Regions from separate parts of the Mus musculus genome. Here region 2 is linked to region 1. The links are chromatin contacts, called in public promoter capture Hi-C maps. All regions are on one chromosome and are shown on one strand. Each heading gives the region's core, a stretch centred on a gene start, on an enhancer-like site or on the middle of the called end of the contact. The rest is flanking DNA. Distances are from core to core; before and after follow the strand shown.

The links. Promoter capture Hi-C pulls out the DNA fragments that hold promoters and counts their contacts.
Region 2: a promoter capture Hi-C map of embryonic stem cells shows a contact between it and region 1. The contact joins the promoter of Slc17a6 here to the promoter of Tmem86a in region 1. A contact is called at or near these places in 2 of 39 promoter capture datasets (cranial neural crest and embryonic stem cells).

What each region holds. Positions count from the first base shown.
Region 1 is chr7:47,048,430-47,052,475 of GRCm38.p6, reverse strand. It overlaps Tmem86a (transmembrane protein 86A), which reads right to left and starts at 1,836. Exons shown (of 3, transcript NM_026436.3): 1 at 1,675-1,836. The coding sequence starts at 1,695.
Region 2 is chr7:51,619,591-51,623,636 of GRCm38.p6, reverse strand. Slc17a6 (solute carrier family 17 (sodium-dependent inorganic phosphate cotransporter), member 6) reads right to left here and starts at 1,807. Exons shown (of 12, transcript NM_080853.3): 1 at 917-1,807. The coding sequence starts at 1,002. It overlaps Gm33136 (a long non-coding RNA gene), which reads left to right. Exons shown (of 4, transcript XR_003946771.1): 1 at 1-890; 2 at 1,403-1,529.

The DNA of each region.
Region 1 (4,046 bases), core at 587-3,086:
CACCCCTTACCACCTCTCCCTGTCAGCCTAAGCTCCCAGCTGTGTGGAACTGGAGTAAGGTCACAGGGAAACCACAGAAATGCACTGACTGGCCAACTCATGACCCAAGCTTTAGAGCCAGGACTCGGGCTTAAAGCCCTGGCAACACCAGGTGAGTGTCAGGAATGTAGGGGTGACAGTACCTCCACCCCACAAGCTTTCTGTCCTGCCTGCCCCCGCCCCGACCTTCCACTCTACCTATGTCAGACTAAAGGTGGCATCAAGGACAAAGAGAGGTGCTAGGGATGCTGGGAAGAGAACTAGATCTGTGTTGGGAGAAGAAACAGTGTTTGAAAGGCCAGAGGTTTCCAGGCTAGGAAAAGGGGATGTTGGCCATTTCTTTCCCAGAGAACAAGAGCAACTTGAGGCACCAGAGACAGGAAGGGGGGTGGGGAGGGCTTCTGATCTGGAGCCAGCAGACAGGCTGGGAGGAGATGGGGAACTGAGAGGGGGAAGTTGGCCAGCTGACTGGGTCTCAGCTGGATTAGGGGGAGGGCAGCTAAAGAAAGGTTTTACTCAAGGCCACTGCAGGCAGAGTCTGAGCAGGGGGAGGAGATTCTGCAGATGTTCTGTGGTCTCCCGAAGCTCCTTCCCCTGGCCTGCAAGTTCAGGGTTTCTGAGCATGAATTGGAGCAGTTGAGGTTCCCTATAGACCCATACTCCAACAAAAGTGCTCTGACTGTGTGTGAGCAAGCCACTCCACACAGGACTCTGAAGGGACAAGACACTTAGATCCCCTGGCAACCAGGTACCTGATGCAACTAGGAAAGGGTAGAGAAGAGACATATAGTGGGTCCAGAGTACAAGCCTGCTCTTGTTTTTCCAGAGGTTAGAGATGGGAGCAGAGTTGACACTCCCTTCCCATGGAAACTCCCTTATCAGGGATAGTCAGAGTGAGGGCAAGGCCAAAGGGAGGAAACGGGGGGGGGGGGGGGGGGGAGGGATGCCCAGCTCCACCTGTCAGCCTTCAGAAACATCACCTTTGCATGCCCAGCTCCACCTGTCAGCCTTCAGAAACATCACCTTTGCTCCCCCTCCCCCTACTCCCCAGACCCATATTTCCTAGAAGAAACTGGCAGTAAGTGGTGAAATCATGACAGTCAGAGAAGCCAGCCTTAGAAGTGTGAAGAGACAACTCAAAGGCTGGAGTTGAGAAAGTCTGGAAAGGAGGTCAGGTCAACAGAGAGAGGTCCACCTTCACCTATCGCCTGAACAGCGTTACTAAGACAGAGGCGTCACCTCCTGCACCTACAATATTAAGAGAAACTTGGGGCATTCCCAGGAAGTCGGCACCCCCCTGCACCCTCTCGAATGCTTCCCTGAGGGTCCACCACACAGAACCCTAGGGCCTGCAGCATCCAGTTCCAGGCCAAGACCTGCAGACCCGCTCCAGACACTCATGGATCAACAGTCACGCTTCCGAGTCACGTGCACAATGTTTTCCTCCCTCCCGCGGGCAGACGAGGGGCGCGCGTAGGAGGGACGCTACAAGAGTGAGGAGCTAAAAACCGTGACAGCAGCCGCTTCCCCGGAGGGGACAGCACCTTCCTCCGCCCCCCTCGGCGGCCCGGCTTGCCGCTGCCTCGTCCCAGGCCCGGGGGGCTTGGCCGCGGGCTCGCGCGCTCGCGCACTCACCACAGTGACCGGAGACACCATGGCGGCGGCGGCTGCGGCTGCGGCTGCTGGCACCCGCTCCGGGTTGCACCACCAGGACGCACCCAGAGCCAGGTGAGCAGACGACCGAACAAAGCTGGGGTGAAGCACAATACCTCCCGCGCGCTGGGCGCTCAGAGTACTGTCTGTGAACCCGACGACGTCACCACAGACCCAGCCAATGAACGGGCCGAAGCCTCGTATGGGCGGAGCCCTGCTGGCGGCGCCGGCCGGGCTCCCTCTGTTTCTGCGTTGAAAAGGAGATCCTCCCACCCCCGGGCGTGGGCGTGGCCTTCAGGCCACGCCTCTTAGGGAGGCGTGCCAGGGCATCCCGGAACGTGACGGCGACCCCCAAGGTTGGATAGCCAGCCTGGCTAAGAGACAGGCACACCACTGACCCGGAGCACAGCGAGATGCATCTTCTCTTAACACCGGAACAAAAAGCAAAGGCAGATTCTCGTCAACCTTTAAACATACCATCTAGGCGGATGCAATTCCTTTAAGACATGTCTTTGACAATGTCCCAATGTGTCCCAATGGACACAGAGGATCAACAGACACTCAACGTTCAGCATGGTAAGAGATATGTATCCAGGCACACAATATACTATATAGACTCGTAGTAGCATTAAGCACGCGTGGACACTTGTACACTAAACAAATAAAGCTACAGAAAGGGAGCTGTGGGTTGACCATCATCCTTCACCGTACCATGAAAGACACGATGAAAGCAAGCAGCAGCCTGTATGTGGACCCCATAACAGCAATGAGTAAACAAATTACAGGCACTAGGTTGCCTTGAACATACACCCCTCACAGCTGCAGCAACGGTGACCAAAAGACCCAAAGGCGTGTAAACTGGCTGCCAGAAAAACAATAAAATGGTTATAATACTAGTGGTTTGAAGCATGTTTAGAAGTATGTGTTCAGAATTTGGTGGATTGGCAAGGAGTCAAATGGACTGCAATGCGGCTGTGTTTGCCACTTCCATAGCCTTTGCCTCTGTAGCCTAGATTTCCTCAACTGTAAAATGCATGGGTGACCTCTAAGGCTCTGCTCAATCCAGACACGTTGTGTAGGATGAAGAAGGGGAAAGGTACCTGGTTTCGGGAAGTACAAGTCTATCTAGCAGGCTACATGGGGATGCAGGTTTCCAAATACATCCAAAAGGGTAGGAATGTGGTCTGTAATATACACAAAGCTTTCAGCGGTTGGAAAGGCAAAGAACGCTGGCCACTCCTGAGATGGGGATACAGGGCTGTATACTAGACCCCAACCTCGTGCTGGCCAGGGAGAGACACATACTGAACTCTCCAGTGAGCTCTTCCTGAGGTCATTCTCTTCATTTCCCCCTCCAGGCCTTCCCCAGCCATCCTGGTCCCTAAACTACCGACCTGACATCCCCTCAGAGAGGGACAGCCCTTTTCCTAGTGACAGTATTGACAACCGAAAATTCCAAATGTCATCCAAAAAAGGTGAGAGTCAAGGTTTGAGGGAGGGGAGTCACATGCCTAATCTCTAGGCACACTCATGTTTTTTCCTAGTTAGCAGCTTCTCACCTACATTATCTGAATGAGCAATGAGAATGGCTGCCCCCAAGGCTTTGTCATATACACTATTACCAAATGTGTTGCTCAGAAAGAACATTGAACTGAAAGCAACACGGACTTGGCCCCTCCTTGCCTGGGACTTACTGGTGGTGTAATTGGGCACACGCTACTCCATCTTTGGAGCCTCAGTCTCCCATCAACAGGTTATAAAATCACCACACGCATTTACAAACCTTCCCATGTCACTTAAGGGTGTAGTCAAGCCAGGCATTTTTGTTTCTCTGGACCCTAGTTTGCCTAATTATAAAGATGAGACTGTGAACTTTTAAGAGGATTTCTCTTACTAGGGGAAGAGTGAATGTAGTTGAGGTCAGAGTTGTCAGAACTCCCGGACGTGGTATACAAGCATCTGTGAATTGCCCGAATGGCAACTCTGCTGGGACCAGAACTCTGGTCCTCTGCAAGAGCAGTGCTTTAACCCACCAAGCCATCTCTCCAACCCCTGAGACCGTAAACTTTAATAGTTGGGGCCAGCCAAAATTACTGGAGACCAACATGTTGTTGGTCATAGTGGCACACACCTCTAATCCCAGCACTCAGGAGGCAGAGCTAGGTGGATCTCTTGAGTTTGAGGCCAGCCTGGTCTACATAGTGAATCCAAGATAGCCAGGGTTCTGTTACACAAGAGAAAGAAAAAAAGAAAGTCAATGTCCTACCTTAGCCCTACTAATTCACCAATTGTCATAAGCTTCATATACAAATACCTAAAGATACAAAAAAATAAAAGGTCTAAAAATGTTATTC
Region 2 (4,046 bases), core at 558-3,057, 4.6 Mb before region 1:
ACTCTCATGGATAGCCAAGACTTCAGTTTCCAAATGTGAAAATGAATGTTTCTTTAAAAATCTATCTTCCTACCGTGTTTGCTGTCTCATTGATTTTGCTTGTATCATTGGCAAAAAGTAGTATTAATAAAAGATGTAATACATCTTTCAGGACCTGAATTCATGCAAAGCACAGTATGCTTAGTGCAGCAATTACAAGAAGGATAACATTTACATTTTTTTCTATTACTTTTAAAGTAATTTTGCGTTTACTATTCTGGTTCTTAAATCACTGTGAAATTTCCCACACAAGATACAGACTCCTAAAACATAGCAAACAAATTAAAAAAAATACATATACAATGTTTTAGATCCAACAGAGAAACATCAATGATCAATTATTGATATATTTTGATCCTGTTTCATTCAATACAGAATTTCCCATGGGAGAGTTCTTCACTATGTTTTTGCAGCTAAGGTCTAGATTCCTTTTCTTTCATTTGTCTTTGAAGTTTATTTTTAAAAAGGGTTTTGGCTTTTGTTATTCACTTGTTTGGATCAAAGGGATTTTATTTGTGAAATCTATAAGAAAACAAAGACAGGCTTTATGAGCAGGTGCTGAACGAACATTTTGGAATTGCAAAGGAGGATTAAGAACTGAATTGGAGCACATGAGAATCCCCAGGTAATGAAACAAAATCACACACACACACACACACACACACACACACACACACACACACACACGACAGGTTCGTTTAGTGTCACATTCCTGCATTCATAAGCAGGTTTCCAGTGGAACCTAGCTTCAGCAATGAGCAACAAAAAGACTTTCCCACCATGTTACAATCTTTCTAAGTAATCAAGCTTTTCAGAAATGGCTTTGCAGATTCTGTCCAGATGAGTCCCAGGTAAGCATGGGGTTGCAGTCTCTTACCTGTAGATCTGTCCGAGGGATTTTCCAGCAAAATTCTTTATCCCCTCTTTCCCCGGGGCCAAAATCCTTTGTTTTACCGACTCCATTCTTGTAAAGACTGGTGTCCAGCCTTACCAGATTTAAATTGTTGTGGCTATGAAAGACGGATTCTGCGCATAGTCTTAGTTGGTTAAGGTAGAGCTTTTTCTTCTCAGCAGAGGTGAGCTTTCCAGCAAGGCTGTGAGTTGGAGAGGGGAGGGAGGGCGAGAAAGAGAGTACAACAGAATAGCTGCATGCAGCCCACGGGTTTCCTAATAGGAGAATTGGTACACACAGTCACAAAGTCTCATTGGAAGGGGAGGATCCGGTGGCCGAGGGCGCGCGCAGTGCCGTGGTATTTGGGCGGGTGCTGATGAGTCCCTGTTCTGGAAGTCACCTCACCGAAAAACAACGTAAATTCCCGGTTTTGAAGTCTTATCGCAATCAAATCCGCTGTCTTTTAATCAGATTGACCAGAAACGTCATCGAACCCTTGTGTAAGGAAAAAAGCAAAAGAACCCTACTGTCTAAAATGGTGACTTTGCTGATCAGAGCTCATAGCTCTCAGAACCCTTGGGAGCTTCCTAGGCCTCAGGTGAGCGGCTGCTGTTAGCTTCCTGCCTTAACATGGTCTCCTCCCATCGCGCCGGCGTAATTGTGCTCTGCGGCAGAGTGGCAGAGTGGAATTAAGACTGAGAATGTTAGCTGATCTTTGCGAACGTGAGTGAATAACAGACACACAGCTGTGGTTTAGGCAGCGCCGGGGGAGACCTTCCATAAAACCTGACCGCTCCCGTCAGTGCGCGCGGCGCAGTTTAGCATTTCAGGACCACGGACAGAGGAAGCTAAGGAACCTTGGCTGCTGCTTTTGGCTAACCCGCTCGCCAACTTCCTAGGGGAGCTGGGCGGATCGCCCTGACCAAGGGCCTTTCTAGGGCTCTTCAGGAACGGATGCTATGGAAACCAAGTAGGGAGATGTCATCGTCTGCAGAGTTCTCAGGAGGAAAGCTGCATTTGGCTCTGCAAGGGAGGAGGGCTTTATTAAACACTGACAAGTTACTCTGCTTGGCCACCCGTTGCCCAGCATGTACATACTAGCTCTGACAGCATGGTGAAGAAGCAACACTGCAGAAGCTTCTACTTTAGGTGTGTGGTATCCAGGTGAACACCTGGTTCCCCTCCGATATAAAGCTTATGTTTATGAGATGCATAATAATATTGCTTGTGTATTTGATTCAACCCCTAAGACGAACAAGAAAGGATGCAGAGAGAGAAATGGAAGGAGACAAAAAAAAAAAAAAAAAAAAAAGAGGTGGGACAGAGAAGGAGGAGAGACAGAGAGATAATGACAGCTGTAACATTAGTGCACTTTCCGAATAAAGGACAGGCAGTCTGAAATGAATTCTTTGGAATTCTAAGTTTCTTTAATTAACTAATGCACAACACAATACTGAATTATTTCTAATTACAGGTAAAATTTGTACCTATAACTAAGCTTGTTAGCGAAGAGTAACTGATAATGTTTTAAAAATTTATTTCAATATATTTACACTCTATTTAAATTTTATTTTTCCCTCCTTATGACACCTTTTCTTAAGAGGGAGGCTATTTTTGCCATTGTTGCTTGTTGGGTTTTGAGAGATGGTCCTACAAGGTTTTCCATCTTAGTTGTGTATAATACCATTGAACCTATATCATTAAGCAAAACAATTAAATTGTGCTGAATTAATGTGAGTTATTTCGCATGGACCACAACCCTCTTAAGATGCAGTCCAGGCAAGTGCTTACGAAACAGACTGTCCTTGAGCTACATCCCCAAGGTTAAACCTTGGATGCTAGCTAAATCAACCAGGGGAGTGCGTTTTACATAGGGACTATTGGATTACATCCCAGAGGTACGGTGCAGAGTCAAATAAGAATGTTCTCTGACGATTTCAAATGATATGTGGAAAAAAATTTCCTAAAATAGAGAGATGAAAAAAAATCACAAATAGCTAAAACCCTTTGCAATTGTTAAATCCAAATCCAAAGCCTATAAAATTGTATTTCATTAAGAAGTATGGTTGAGCAAGAATACCACGATTACATTCCTGTTATTTTGGGACATATGCATTATGTGAATGTTATATATTATATTACGTATATACTTTAAAAACCAGGAAGCCATCTTCAAAAATATCCCTGGAATGCCACAAAATTGAATGCACTTCCATAGGAGATAGAGTATAAAAGAAAAAAATATAGGGTACAAAGGAAAAAAAAAACTCATCAAATTGTTTCATTGCAAAATTTCCAGCTCCTTAGGACTTGTTTTACAAGAGCATTTGTTTATTGGTTATTTTATTTATTTATATTTCAAATGTTATCCCCCTTCCTAGTTTCCTCTCCACAACCCCCCCTATGCCCTTGCCCCTCCCCCTACCTCTATGAGGGTGCTTCCCCCCAATCCTGCTTCAGAGCCCTAGCATTCCCCTACCCTGGGTCATCCAACCTCCATAGGACCAAGGGGCTCCCCTTTCAGTGATGCCTGATAAGGCAATCCTCTGCTATATATCCAGCTGAAGCCATGGATCCCCCCAATATGTACTTTTTGGTTGATGGTTTAGCCACGGGGAGCTTTGGGGGGGGGTGATAAAAGGGCATTTTTTAAAATGCAGGTTTCCTTAGCTATTCAAGTCACTGAAATGAATTCACTTAGGAATATCAATGATTTTGGAAGTTTAGGTAAAACTGGAAGTTACATTCAATATCTGAGTCTGAGATGATGATGATGCAAAAATGATTCTCTTAAGCATTTCTTCTTAAGCTCCATCCCAGTTGACTAGAACTTAAAACCACTTAAAACCAAGATGGCTGAATCATTCATATATATGCCATGTAGTAGTACTCCAGCACGAAGATACTGCTTTTAGATTACATAACTGCATTCATCTGCATTGAGAAATATCATCTAGTTTTCCTCCCTTTTCCAGTAACAATCTGGGTGTCTGAATGGAAATAAGAGCTAATATTGATTTACTCACTCTAAAAATATTTGTTGAGAGCCGAGACATGTGCTAGTTCTGGAAACAATCCCTTGAAAGGTCTCACAAGTCACAGGGCAGATACACAT